Regions from separate parts of the Mus musculus genome. Here regions 2, 3 and 4 are each linked to region 1. A link is a contact called in public HiChIP or PLAC-seq and promoter capture Hi-C data. All regions are on one chromosome and are shown on one strand. The core of a region is the stretch at or near the end of the contact, and the rest is flanking DNA. Distances in the headings are between cores, read along the strand shown.

Evidence for each region. Promoter capture Hi-C pulls out the DNA fragments that hold promoters and counts their contacts. HiChIP or PLAC-seq counts read pairs in DNA pulled down with a chosen protein or histone mark.
Region 2: a promoter capture Hi-C map of neural stem cells shows a contact between it and region 1. The contact joins the enhancer-like site here to the promoter of Gprc5a in region 1. A contact is called at or near these places in 8 of 39 promoter capture datasets (3T3-L1-derived adipocytes, the C10 cell line, frontonasal cranial neural crest and 4 more), 2 of 484 Hi-C or Micro-C datasets (CD8 T cells and bone marrow-derived macrophages), 8 of 115 datasets of contacts at active chromatin or transcription factors (bone marrow-derived macrophages, embryonic basal ganglia, embryonic fibroblasts and 4 more) and 2 of 9 other capture datasets (adipose tissue and macrophages).
Region 3: a contact with region 1 is called in a FOXA1 HiChIP or PLAC-seq map of pancreatic cancer cells. The contact joins the promoter of Emp1 here to the promoter of Gprc5a in region 1. A contact is called at or near these places in 2 of 39 promoter capture datasets (liver and neural stem cells), 2 of 15 datasets of contacts at CTCF or cohesin (the NIH/3T3 cell line and large pre-B cells), 1 of 484 Hi-C or Micro-C datasets (long-term hematopoietic stem cells), 14 of 115 datasets of contacts at active chromatin or transcription factors (the NIH/3T3 cell line, bone marrow-derived macrophages, double positive thymocytes and 10 more) and 2 of 9 other capture datasets (adipose tissue and liver).
Region 4: a contact with region 1 is called in an H3K27ac HiChIP or PLAC-seq map of the NIH/3T3 cell line, with 4 times the contacts expected there. The contact joins the enhancer-like site here to the promoter of Gprc5a in region 1. A contact is called at or near these places in 10 of 39 promoter capture datasets (3T3-L1-derived adipocytes, the C10 cell line, HPC-7-derived erythroid cells and 5 more), 1 of 15 datasets of contacts at CTCF or cohesin (large pre-B cells), 4 of 484 Hi-C or Micro-C datasets (CD8 T cells, bone marrow-derived macrophages, long-term hematopoietic stem cells and 1 more), 13 of 115 datasets of contacts at active chromatin or transcription factors (the NIH/3T3 cell line, bone marrow-derived macrophages, embryonic basal ganglia and 9 more) and 1 of 9 other capture datasets (liver).

Annotation. Positions count from the first base shown.
Region 1 is chr6:135,063,993-135,067,526 of GRCm38.p6, reverse strand. Gprc5a (G protein-coupled receptor, family C, group 5, member A) reads right to left here and starts at 1,865. Exons shown (of 4, transcript NM_181444.5): 1 at 1,752-1,865.
Region 2 is chr6:135,408,518-135,411,708 of GRCm38.p6, reverse strand. No RefSeq gene overlaps it. Among named protein-coding and RNA genes, the nearest start is that of Emp1, 47 kb to the right of the region's middle. Within about 2 kb of position 1,373, at least 3 of the 459 cell types and tissues checked have an H3K27ac peak or open chromatin away from gene starts, as enhancers often do. A contact at or near this core is called in neural stem cells, where this site is marked.
Region 3 is chr6:135,361,109-135,364,494 of GRCm38.p6, reverse strand. It overlaps Emp1 (epithelial membrane protein 1), which reads right to left and starts at 1,564. Exons shown (of 5, transcript NM_010128.4): 1 at 1,393-1,564.
Region 4 is chr6:135,383,871-135,387,176 of GRCm38.p6, reverse strand. No RefSeq gene overlaps it. Among named protein-coding and RNA genes, the nearest start is that of Emp1, 23 kb to the right of the region's middle. Within about 2 kb of position 1,271, at least 33 of the 459 cell types and tissues checked have an H3K27ac peak or open chromatin away from gene starts, as enhancers often do. A contact at or near this core is called in the NIH/3T3 cell line, where this site is marked.

The DNA.
Region 1 (3,534 bases), core at 616-3,115:
GAGAGAGTCAGAGAGGACAGAGGCAAAGAGACAGAGAGACACACAGAGACAGAGACAGACAGACAGAAAGAGACAGAGAGAGAGAGCACTCAAACAAACAAAAGCCAGCGTTGCTCTGATCCCCTCAAGTGAAAAACTGTTCTGTTTGCCCCCACCCACTGCCCCTGCTCTCTGTGGATCTTCAGAAAGAGCAGAAATCCCCAATCCACATTCCTCTTCACACTCTGTTATCCTCAATTACCTCTCAAGAATGGAATGAAGGCGCACATTTTTTTCAACCTGCTGCTTACGGATACTGTGCAACTACAGACAGGCAGGACCTACACACAGAAAAGACGCTTGCCTACGACTCCTCAGCATAAGGACCTGGCGGCAGGTGGCTGCTGGATAAATGACTGCAGAACCAGGAAACACAGGGCTGCCTGGAGCCAGGTAGAGACCTTTTCTTGGGAAGTCAGAGACAGCTGTGGCCATTCCCTTTGGGCCTGGGGGCCAGCCTCTCCATTCCCTCTTTGATCCTAAGGCACCTCCCAACCCTTCCTCCCCTCCCCTTCCTTCTCTCTATCAGTGATGGCCAGTACAAAAACCCCTAAGGGTGAAGTGTTGGCCTCACCCTCCCCTCCACCTTCCCAGGCCATTGTATCTGAAGTGGCTAAAGAATTCTCCTTCAGTAAAGAGCAAAGAAGAGACTGTTTCCAGAGAACCTTTCACCAGGCTTCAACAAAAGCCTCAGACACTTGCCTGGAGAAAAGGCAGGCAGGCACGGTGATGGTCCTTCAATTACCTGCTTCCAGGCAGGCTTTTGCCATTTGGGAGCCTTCTACCATGAGACCGATACCTGTTATCCCAACACTCTGCAAACTGAGGCAGAATGGTGGTTACAAGCTCGAGGCCAGCCTGAATGTCTAAAAAAAACAAACAAACAAAAAAAAACAACAACAACAAAACAACAACAAAAAAAAAAAACAACTGCTGTTTCCTGTCTTTCCATTCAATGTGATCTGCCAGCCTCCTCCTGCCTGTGTCTCTTCTCCTCCGGGAAGACAAGCTTTTCACCCCCTCTTGTTAAAGAGAGACAGGGTCTTAGAGACTGGGGCAACAGGAAAAGTAAGGGATGGGGTGGAGGAACAACACGCACATGAGAAGGGGGGGGGGGCGTTGAGGTGAGTCACTTCCTGACCTCCACGGCCTTCGCTCCTTTGGGAAGGAAGCGGCTGGCATCCTCTCCCTCTACCCCTCTATTCATTCACAGACCCTTGAAACTCAGATGGGAGTTGAAAGCATCATAGCCCATCTTCCACCCACCAGTGGCTACATAGAACCTGTGGGAGGGGCCTAGTACAGTTCAAGACGGACCTCTCTTTTAATATTGGTATTTTAAACTACTGTTTTGTATCTGGAGACAGAGACTTATATAGCCCAGGCTGACCAGGAACTCACAGTAGAGTCAAGGCTGGCCTTGAACTCTTGATTCTTCTGCATCTACCTCCCAGGTGCAGAATTACAGGCCTGTGCTACAGTTTCTAACTGTTTGCTGATTGGTCTTTCCCCTCTGTTTTAGCCCAGAGAACACATTCAGAGGTGAGAGAAGTTAAGGACATTCCTTTCTCGGTTTCATCTGTTTCTCCTAGCCAGCTGTAGTCCATCACGGGCTGTACTGTCTCAGTTCTCCTTCCCCAAGGCTCCCCACGCCCCACTCTCCGGATTTAAAACTGGGGCCCGGAGCGCGCTCCTGGGTAAACCCCTCTTACCTGGGCGCCGCGGCGCTCGGGGTGAAGCGAGAACTTGCGACTCACGCGTGAAAGGCGAGAGCGCTCAACCCCTGGCTACTGGGCAGGTCCTGGGACAAGGATCCCGCCTTGGCCGCGCAAAGCGGTTATAAAGGCTTCTGTCGCCGGAGGGAGGGAGAGGGTGAACCGAGGGACAAGGGGCGGGGGCGGGGCGGAGGGAGAGGACACGCCTAATCCAGTTCCGCGGCACTTCTCGCTGTTGTGAAAATAAAGTCACCGTGCCAGAGAATGAACTGAAAGCCTCCCTGACGTCAGAAGCACAGTCACTCATGAAATAGGTGGCGGGGTTGCGGGGGAAGCACCCTAGACTGCCAGGCGTAGCTCTCGACGAGTGTTCAGGTCGGTCCCAGAGCTCCCGCCCTTATGAAAAGAGCCACACGGTGAACCCAGCTACGGATGAGCGCTGCTGGCTGTCATCTCCTGGAGGGAACCACACCCATCCTCCCTGAGGGCACTATAGGGCCCCAAGGGCAAAGACTTAAGCCAGCAGCTCCAGGCAGCTCCTTTGTTACTTTCTGTGGGAGAAGTTGGTCTTTATTTCCCCTTGGCGGCACCTGTCTCTCCATCACCCACTCCTTCCTCCGGTGAGCAGGGAGAAGCCAAGTTTAAATGGGAAGAGACAGCCACTCACTCTCCTGTGGGTCCCCCAGTCGCGGCTAAAGAGTAAAGACCAAGGAAAAGTTGAGACGCTTCAGCAAGGCCCTTCTTGGAACTGTCGCATAGCCAAGTTAGCATGGCCTGACTGAGAGATCATATCGCCTTTCTTTTAACCACCTCTCCAAAAGTTTGACAAAGCAGTTGATAGGAACAGAGACGCCAGATAAAATTTTGAAATGAAGGAATTTGCCTTTGGTGTCTGATTCCTCCTGCTTAGGTAGGGGCCCGCAGCGCATCCATTATCAGGCCAGTCCGGCTGAAACCTGCCTGCTCCGTAGTCAAAAAGTCCTGGAATGTCAACGCACTGGACCAGGTTTACCCCGTTGGTTGCGTTGGTGGGCAGCGGGGGAACTAAGCTTTTTAGGTAGTAGGGAAGGCCTGGAGCAGGCCTTCTAAGTGCTTTAGTTCAGTTTTAATACAATTTTTCATGTATGGCGACCCCCAGCCATAAAATTATCTTTGTTATTACCTCATAACTGTAATTTTGCTTCTGTTATGAATCTTAATATACATATCTGTGCTTTTTACTGGGCTTAGGTGACCCCTGTGAAAAAGATGTTTAACCCCTACAAGGGGCTGAGACCCACTTTTCTCCACACCCTTAAATGCTTTTTAAAATGTAACAAACAATCTTGCCAGATGGTAGGGGCTCACAACTTTAATCCCAGCACTCCTAAGGGAGAGGCAAGCAGATCTCAGTGAATTGGAGGCCAGTCTGCTCTACACAGTGAGTTCCAGAACAATCAGGGATGCACAGAGAAACCCTGTCTCAAAAAAAGAAAAGAAAAGAATAAAATGTAACAAGCCAGGCCTGGCGCGGGGCACCTCTGTAACGCCAGCACTTGGGTGGTAGAAGCAGGTAGAAAAACACTTCAAGGCCAGTTTCTACTACATAGGAGTTTGAGGTCACCTGAAGGTGACTTGCTGCAAATGACAGTTCGAGTCAGCATTTGGGAGACTGAAACAGGAAGATGGCCACCGGCCTGAGCCACATAGGTGATATAGGGCAACGGGAAAGGGGGAGGGGGGGCTACTCTCAAGAGCCTGACTCAAAAAGGCAGAGGAGATGGGAAGGTGGCTCAGCCAA
Region 2 (3,191 bases), core at 124-2,623, 340 kb before region 1:
GTTTTTAATTAGGTTTACCCAACTCCATCTCCTTATGATTTATCTATTTATATTTTAGGTGCATGACTGTTGAGCATGCATTTGTGCGTGTACACCATATGTGTACCTGGTGCCTGCAGAGTCAGAACCCTTGGAACTGGAGTTCAGGATGGTTGTCAGCTGCTGGATGGAAGTGCTGAGAACTGAACCTGGGTCCTCTGCAAGGGCAGCAAGTGCTGCTTTAACCCACTTTGCACCCCACCAGCCCCCTAAAATACTCTTCTATAAGAGTGAATATAAATGTACCTGAGCTAGGGTGGGGACATACACCACAAAGACCTGTCCCCCAGAGACCCACTTCCTCTATCAAGGTCCTTCTTTCTAAAAGTTCTATACCTTTTCGAAACAGTGCCACCAGGTGGTGACCAAGTGTATACACACACACACACACACACACACACACAACTAGCCAGCACAGCTACAGACCTGAACCACCCACTGTTTACTCGTTAACTAGCTATGTGTACAACTCTGGTAAGATAACCACTATCGATTTGCTATATTCCTGTCCTACTTGAATTGGGGTTTATCTAGTCGCAGGTCTCTACTGCACATATCTCTGTTGTAGCGTTGAATGAAAATCCTGCTAGGATTCAGGTATTCAGTCAGCGTGTTCACTGAATAGGCGGAAGGTCATCATAGCTGAGGGAAGAGCATCACCTTCCCTCTGGTCCTGAATTAACTTTATCGTCTGTGGCATCACCCCACCAAAGGCAGAGGCAGGTGGATCTCTGTGAGTTCGAGGCCAGTCTGACCTACAGAGAAAGTTCCAGGACAGCCAGGGCTACACCAAACCTAACCCCCACCCCCAAAAGAGACAGAATTCTAAAAGCTAGGTGTTATCTCTTGAGAACTCTGAATGAACCTCCAACTGGCCACAAGTGTGGCCCCACATGACTAGGTGTAGCTCTGGAGTCTGAGAAGGCGATGTTTCCCTCATAGGTACTGAGAACTGGATGCTGACATCACAGTAACGGTTCCGTGTAGACTGAATGGAAGCTCACAGTCCCTCCCTAGCTCGGGAACTGCTGTAGGGTTTGGCCCTCGCATGCAGGAAGGAACCTGTAAGTTACAGAAACTACCTCCTCTAGGGACAATTCTGTGCCGCTGGAACCAGAGCAGTCCCCAGTGCTGCTTTAGATGTCCCTGAATGTCCCCCCTGCTTCTCTCCCCTGGGGCATCTTTGACTACTGTGAATGGTGTTCCGATCAGACGCGTTTCCAAGTGACACACATTGGTCTGTGAAGAATTTTAACCACTCTCCCCTGCTTTTTGTTCATTCTCTTCTAAGCAGCCCTGTGCCAGGTGTCCTTTTGTGTATTTTACAGAGTGACAAGTGGTATGTTTTAGAGACCAAAGGAAGCGGGAGGATCAAGTCTAAGGGAGGCACATGCCATTCTGCCCGCTTTCTATAAAGGCTGCTTAGAAAGGGCTGAGTTCATCTTATAGGGTTGCCAAGAGACCCCACTGAGATAAGATCTGGCAATGGCGTCAGAATTATCAATCAATGTTTCTAACCCATCCCCCAGTCCTGCTGAAGGGTAGCCCAGGTTGAATAGATCTCACAGGCCACTCTAGGTGTAGCCTTGATTGAAGCCACTCACTGTGAGTGACCAGGCCACCAGCTCAGTCAGTACACATCAGTGCCTTGTCTGTGAAGCTGGACATACAATGGTCAAACCATATGATGGAAAGAAAAAATATTGGGAGCCTCCTCTCCAGACCTAGAAGTGTTTGTCTGGCTTGCTTCTGGGAGTCACTTCTCTGTTTCTTCTTCCCACCGTGTTCTACCAGCACCCAGTGTTCTGAGCACAGCTCCAGCTCCTAGTGCTGGGGCCACCAAGCCATTGCCATCCTGAGTCTCACAAGAAAATAAACACACAATTAAGATACATTGTTTATCACAAAGGGACACAATCTAAGATGGAAAATAAAGTAATGTAAGAGAACAGAAAGCTATGGGGCTGTTTTGAGCAGTTTAAGAGATGCCACCAAAGCTGCTCAGAGGAGAGGGCAATTGTCTCTGGCTGAAGAAACCTGGCAGAGCTTTTGGGGGACATCTGAAAGAGTTAGAAAAGAGGCTTAATATGAAAGATATTTGACAATAAATCTAGCTCTTAGTGAGTGATCAGATCTGGAAATTTCAAGAGAATGAAGAATGAAAGGCTCTTAAAAAGCAGTATTTTGAAACCACAGTCCATATATCCTTTGAGGGTAATGAAATCAATTAAATGATCACATTCAGTTTTTACTGAAATAAAATGAACTAAAATAAAATAGAGTTTATTGCCCACAGCAAGGGTGTGTCCATTTTCTTGTGGCCCTGACTGAATACCTTACTAGAAGTAACTGAAGCGGGAGGGGAGGGGTTTAGCTCACAGTTTAAGGGTACATGGTAGGAAGTCACAGAAGTAGGAGTGACTTTTGGCTCTGGCAGCAGAAACATGAGGCAGCTTTTCTACATCCAGGTAAAATGGAATCAAGAGAGTAGAAGAGGCAGGGTGGGAATATAAACCCCCAATATCCATCCCACAGAGCCCCATCTCCTCTAGCCAAATCCTACATCCCAAAGACAACCAAGTCCTACATCCTACAATCTTCTAAGACAGCACTACTGGAGAGACTGGGTGTTCTAAGACTATGGGTAACATTTCATACCCAAGCCACAGCAAAAGGTTAGTACTATGCTGCTTCATTTACTTATATGTATGTGTCCATATAAACATAACCAATCTATAACAGAAAAGCATATTTTCTTACAGTGGGTCATGGTTTTATGAGTTTTAAAGCATTTGGCTTGAAATGTTTAAATTTGTGTGAGGATGATGGCTTTGGTACTGTTGGTTCATAATAATAGTAGACATCAAAAAATGCCCATAATTTTTAAAATGACATTAAAATTAAGGTTTCTCCTAAAGATCTAGATAGACAGCTGGAAGAGTGAGAACACGTGAGGAAAATGCCAGGGCTGGATATATGAGTTTAGAACTCATTTTCAGACAAGTTCTATGTGAAACCTTACCGGAGGATGGATCATCCAGGAGAAAGTGTGGCGAGTGTAAGGAAATGTCAAAGGCAAAGCCTTGGGCTGTGGCAGCATTCAGAAGGAGGAAGAAAAAGTGAGGAAATATTAAAGAATGAAGGGTTTGAAG
Region 3 (3,386 bases), core at 315-2,814, 300 kb before region 1:
AAGTGATAAACATTGGAAGCAAACTCAGTCTTGAGAAATGGGTCCCAGGGCTTACTCATCACCCCCTCCTTGGGGAAAGGCTTTGCAGAGATTTCTGAAGGATCAATGGATACACACCCACCAATTACTTTTAAATTTTCTCTTCCAACCAGCGAGCTGCATTTCTAAAGAGAAAGGCGCCTCGCTCTTCATCAGGCAAGCTGAATCCTGTCACTCTCCTCTGGCTTGTTTACGAGAGGAGAAAAAAAAAACCCACATCTGTGTTGAAATGAACCACACCTCCACAGACATTCGACCAAAATGCTAAGCTAATAAAAACAAAAGCAAACACAGCCGAGTGCCTTTGTTCTTTTTGCACTTAGCACGTGGGTTTGTAGTTATATAATATTTTACACAAAAGAAATAAGGTAAATATTCCCATATGACCACTGCCACACTAGAAAATTCCATGTCCACTTAGAAAAAAAAATCCTTTAATAGATTCTGAAAGATCTTTTTTTTTTTCCTAAGTTGGCTCCAGAATGCAGAAGCCTGGGTGGAAGCACAGAGCCATTCAGCAACCTTACAGGAATCCCCGAAGGCCCCCAGCCCCACCCTCTCCCCTCTGCCTCCTTCCTCCACCTCCACATCTGGCTAAGGATTCTGGAACCCACACATTCCACCAAATCAACCCCTCCCAAGGTTTATTTGAAACACCCTTTGCCTCTGTTTCCCTAACGGTTTTTCTTTAAACAAACCAATCCCCTCTTCCCTTCCTGTGAGAAGGGGGTGGAGGAAAACAAGAGAAAGAACGAAATACTTAAACAGACATCAACAGACAAGAGGGGGACAGACAGTAAATGCAATCGCAAAAATTAACTGAAACTCAGATATTTATCCACCGTCACCTAAAAGCGTAAAAGAGAAACAACAATAACCAACCCACAAAGCAGAACAAACTTTCTCCCCAGAGACTGCCTTTAACCTGCCTTCGCAGAGAGAAAAGAAAAGCCGGAGCGTTTTGGTAACATAGCATCCTTCTAGATTTCAGCTCAAAGTAATCTGAATGAAAACAGAAGATTTGGAAACATCTTCCAACCCTGCTAATTCATTTCGAAGGCACATAGAGTTCCTTCCATAAAGAATATTGCACTCAAGTTTGTTCCAAAGTCCCTTCTCGTTCCGTCCGTCTCCTCGGAGCAAGGATCCACATACCAGCAAGAGAATGTGGCCCCCACTGATATCCCAGATTCCTCCACTACTACGTTAAGCTAGAAGTCTCAAGGACTCCGTTCTTTGTGAGCCATAGAGGGATAGCAGAGGCAAGAAGAGAGGGGAGGGCTTCAAGGAGCCTAAGAGAGGAAAGAAAGGAGCGGGCTCTGCAGAGTTTCTCCAGTGTGGGGACAATCTTACCTGGAGTATCCAGTGAGAGAGGCAGATGCCCTGGGTGGTAGAGCAGGCTGCTGGTCTGGTCCTCTCTTCAGGAGATTTGCAACCACAGTGAGGGGAGGGACCTGACTCCCGAGGTTATAAGTTTCCTGGGCTGATGTGCTGGGGTGTGTGATGGGCGGTTTCTTTTCCCCGTGTTTTAAAGGAGTTTCTATGAATCAGTCTGGATTTAAAAAAAAAAAAACTTGGTGAGCTACGCCCTGCTAAGTTGGCAGCCGGTCAGATGTGGCTGGGAGTGAGCCATCAATTCAAAGAACCCTGTTGTAGCTCCCTCTGACTCAGACACACAGACCACAGTGGAAAAAGGAGTGACATTGCTTCAAATGAGTAAGAGGAGTCACACAAATAGATCTGTTTACCGAAGCCCAGTTCTACTACCCAGAAGGAGCCTCGGTTGTCAAGGACGTAGGGCAAAACACAGGTTAGGGTCAGGAGGAGGGGAGAGCTGGTAGATGCAGTTCCACGTTAATTAAAGTCCCGGCTAATCATCAAACAGGATTCCCCCGTTCTTCCTCCCCCACTGCACATAGCAGCAGCTGCTCATCACCAGGAATTATCAGACTCATTTCTCGTTGGCTTCCCTGCCTGACCCTTGTGCCCCTGACCTGTAGGCGGCAGTGGGATGAGACCCATGGAGTAGAAAGGCACCCAGCAAGCTCCAAATGTTGAGGCACTGATTGACAGCACATAATCCTGGGCCTTTAGTTAAACTCTCACCCCTATGGATTGTAGGCATTGCAGGAGGAAGTCTTCGAATTAAGGACTTTGCACTCTGATCTTCATGTGATAATCATTGGACCTTGCTCCACAGTTGGCTTTTGTGAAGACAGCCAGGGACCCAATCACAGCTTCTTCCCTGAACCACTCACTCCCCACTTAGTCTCAGAGTTGGGGGGGGGGTGCTACAGAGTTGTCCAATCCCGCAGCCCTGGTCACCTCCCTAAAGAGGTTCAGGTCCTCACTGCCTACATTTAACCCCAGCTCTCCTTAGCTGCAATGTGACTTTGGGCAAGCGCCCTCTCTTTCTGCCTTCTTGTATATAATGGGGATGGTAGGCACCTAGCTCACACAGATGGCAAGAATTACATGTATCAAACAGGTTTGGTGGGTCGTGCCTGCGATCTCAACATTTGAAAAGCTGAGGCAGGAGGATTGCTCTTAGTCCAGGGTCATCTTGGGCTACATGGTGAGTTCCAAGTCAGCGTGGGCTACTGAGTGAGACACTATTGAGAGAGAGAGAGAGAGAGAGAGAGAGAGAGAGAGAGAGAGAGAGAGAGAGAGTTGGTAGGTAGTTGAAGGGATAGCATAAGTTCAAGGAGAACTAGAAGCTATCCTGGGGTACATAAGTGATAGATGGATAGATAATAGAGATAGATAGATAGATAGGTAGATAGATAGATAGATAGATAGATAGATAGATAGATTATAGATTGATGATAGATGATAATAGATGATTGATAGATGATAGATAATAGATAGATACAATAGATTATAGGTAGATGATAGAGAGATAGATGATAGATAAATGATAGATAGATAGATAGATAGATAGATAGATAGAGAGAGAGAGAGAGAGAGAGAGAGAGATAGATAGATAGATAGATAGATAGATAGATAGATAGATAGATAGATAGATAGTAATGACTAACAAGAGCCTGTAAGGTTGTGGCCAATAGTCATTCGATATTAGCTGCAGTGATATTTCCCTGAGGACATTGTTAAATCGGACAAGAGACCTCTCAGAGAAGATACAGAGAGTCGCTGCGGCTGCCAAACCCCAGCAACTGGGGTTGCTGTTCTCTTCCAGGCCAGTGCAGGCCTCGTGATATTATTTAGTCATTGATCAGAACCCTATTTACTGTACAGCAACCTTCTCTGGGCCCTGCTAAAACTGGGTCAGAGTAGACTGGACCTCACCCTCTAGGAATTTAAATTCCACAGAAAGACAGAAAGGGGTG
Region 4 (3,306 bases), core at 22-2,521, 320 kb before region 1:
CAGACAGTAAGTGAAAAAAAAATTCTAGGAGAATTTTGAAACATAGTCTTGTTTATGTAACCCTTACTGGCCTGAATCTCAACTACTACAGGCCAGGCTGGCAAACTTGTGACTCCTGCCTCTCCTCTGCCTCTGTGTCCCTAGTGTTGGGACTGCAGGCATATACACACCTCCTGGCCTGTACCAACCCATTAAGTCATTAAGAATTCAACAGTCTGCATTTCCTCGCCATCTGCTTTGTCGCAGTTAGCTCTTATTACAGTAATGTCTCTGGCAGATCACTTTGTAGGTTCTCATAGCTACGATTCACTAAATGACTATCATATTCTGAAAAACACTGCACACCTGGAACCCCAATACTCAAAAGACTACTAACTGCATGTTGTAGTCTAGACTGGGCTACATAGGAAGGTCCTATCTCAAAGCAACAAAATGCACAGCTCACTGATGCTGAAGTGGGACAGAACCATGAAGAAGGACTGAGAACCAAGAAGGTATTCTACCTTCCCTGAGCTAACAGTGCCCCATACCCTCGAGCCTCCTTCCCCAAATCTCTAGCTAACTTTAATCTATGGATGAGATCTATTTCCAGTCTAAATTGGAAGCTAGAGGGAGAAAAGGATGCACATCTGATTTTTTTTCTATGTCCCCAGCAGGTGTGTACGGCAACCATGCTTAGCAGTTTACCAACACATGTCTTAACAGTCACATGTCTGGCCCACATCTGGGTCTCTCTATGCCTGTTAAAAAAAATAATGCCAGGTAGAAAACACCTCCCATGGGCTCCATGTCACCACCTGCTGTGTGCTGTGAGACATGTTCTCCTCTCAAATGTCAACCGATTCAACAAGTCACACCACTAACAAAAAGTTCCAGCAAGCCTCCTTCCTTCTACCTTACTCCCCACCACTGCCCACGTTCCCTCTGTGCTCCAGAATGGGGCTATTTCAAACTCAACTGCAACATTCCTGAGAGACATTTCGTCTGCCTGGTGGTATGTGCTGGCTTTTCCTTAGCAGACACAGAAAACTGCTTCTTGTGTTGCTGGAATACAGAGCCTTGCACACGCATGATTTAAACTCCCACAGGCCTACTTCCAAAGGCGCCTGAGAAATTGTCCTCTGTGCCTAAAAGCCAGAGGGGTTTTACAAAGGGACAATCAGGAGTAAATCCAAAGCAGAGTGACAGAGTTACCTATTAACCATGTGGCACCTGGGTTATCACCCCAGTGAATGACTTCCCTGTGCCTGTGGGCCTCATTCTGGAATGGCAAGAGAGATCTCAATGACTCACCTTTCTCCACATGCCTCACTTAGACCAAGGTCACCTGCATATTTACTTAATCACTTCAATTCAATTCAATTCTATCCAAGACGTTTAATTGCTCAAATATTTATTAACCGCCTTTATATGTGGAAATCTGACAACGTCCTGCCCTTTCTCAGAATGTAATCTCATTTTGCAAGATAACTCTCATGTCTTGCTATCTCACTTCTGCACAGAACTAAATGTCATCTGAAATCATGGAAACATCTGGTGTTTAAGCTTTCTTTAAATTATTTCTAAAACAGAAAGCCAGTGCACCTTGGCCTTGACTAGAAGATAACCCAGTGATGTCTAATTTTATGTGTCAACTTGGCTGGGCCAAAGTATCCAACTACATCACCGAATATTATTCTGGGTATCTCTAGGAATATGTTTTGGGATGAAAATGACTTTTAAACAGGTAAAGTTTAAGCAAAGCAGGTCGCCATCCATGGGGTGGGTGGGCCTCATCTGATCAACTGAGGAACTGGAGAAAGTCAGGTCTTCAGAGAAAATACTATAGGGAAGTCACTCTGGGGTGTGAATTGCTGTATGGAGTCTTGCATGAGTTTCTTGCTTGATAGCCCTCTTGCGGCCTCTCCGAAGACACCCTGATGACCAACTAGATTCTTGAAATGGAAGATGATATCTTTGCAGTTGAAGAACATGTTGGGTGGGTCTGGGTGTTCATTGGTGACTAAAGACTTTTGAGGAAGGGATGGGCAGTCAGAAGAGCGAACCAAGGGGTTGTATCATGGTAGGAGCTCTAAGTGAGGGAAGTAGACCTTTTATGAAGATGTCCTAAAGCAGTGGTTCTCAGCCTTCCTAACTCTGTGACCCTTCAGTACAGTTCTTTGTGTTGTGGTGACTCGCAATCACAAAATTATTGTGGTGCCACTTCATAACTATAATTTTGCAACTGTTACGAATCATAATGTAACTATCTGAGATGCAGGATATCTGATATGTGACCCTATGAAAGAGTTGTTCAACACCCCACAGGTTGAGAACTAATATCCTAAAAACAACGTAAGGCATCTTATGGGCAGCCAGGGGTGATGGGACACACCTCTAATCCTACCACTCAGAAGAGGCAGAGCTCGGGGGATTCTAAGTTTGAAGCTAGCCAGAGCTACACAATAAACTAACTCTCTCTCTCTCTCTCTCTCTCTCTCTCTCTCTCTCTCTCTCTCTCTCTCTCTCTCTCTCTCTCTCCCTCCCTCCCTCCCTCCCTCCCTCCCTCCCTCTCTCTCTCTCTCTCTCCCTCCCTCCCTCCCTCCCTCTCTCTCTCTCTCTCCCTCTCCCCCCCCTCTCTCTCTCACACACACACACAGAAGACGAGATAAACAAAAAGGATATCATATGGGCCTCTAAGAAGGCATTATAAAAATCAATGCCATTTGATCTGCTAATTTGAAATATGCAAAAACCGTGTGTGTGTGTGTGTGTGTGTTTGTGTATATAGTATGTATGTATGTATGTATGTATATATGTATGTATGTATGTATGTATGTATGTATGCATGTGTATAGTATGTGTGTGTACACTCATCCATTTAAGCATATGTGGAAAACAGGGGTTAAAATAGGATGATCTATTAGTTTTCACATTCTTTCTGAGACAGGGCCTCTCTCTGGACCTGGACATATTGGGCTAGGCTAGCTGACCAGTAAGCTCAGTCTCTACCCCCTGTAACTGGAGTTCAGACACACATTATTGCACCTTTTTAATATGGGTTCTGGGACTCCAAGCTCAGGTCCTCATGCTTGTGTAGTGAACACTTTACCCACTGGGCCATTGCCAAGCCATCTTTTAGCCTTTTAAGTTGCAGAGTAATTTTTCAAGTTTGATGATGTATTTCCCAATACTCATCTACTTTATGGTGTAAGTATTTTGCCAGAAGAAAGCATTGGATCCCCTGGAAGTTAAGTTACAGATGACTGTGAGCCTCCACATGGGTGCTGAGAACTGAACTTGAGTCCTCTGCAAGGATCAACGAGT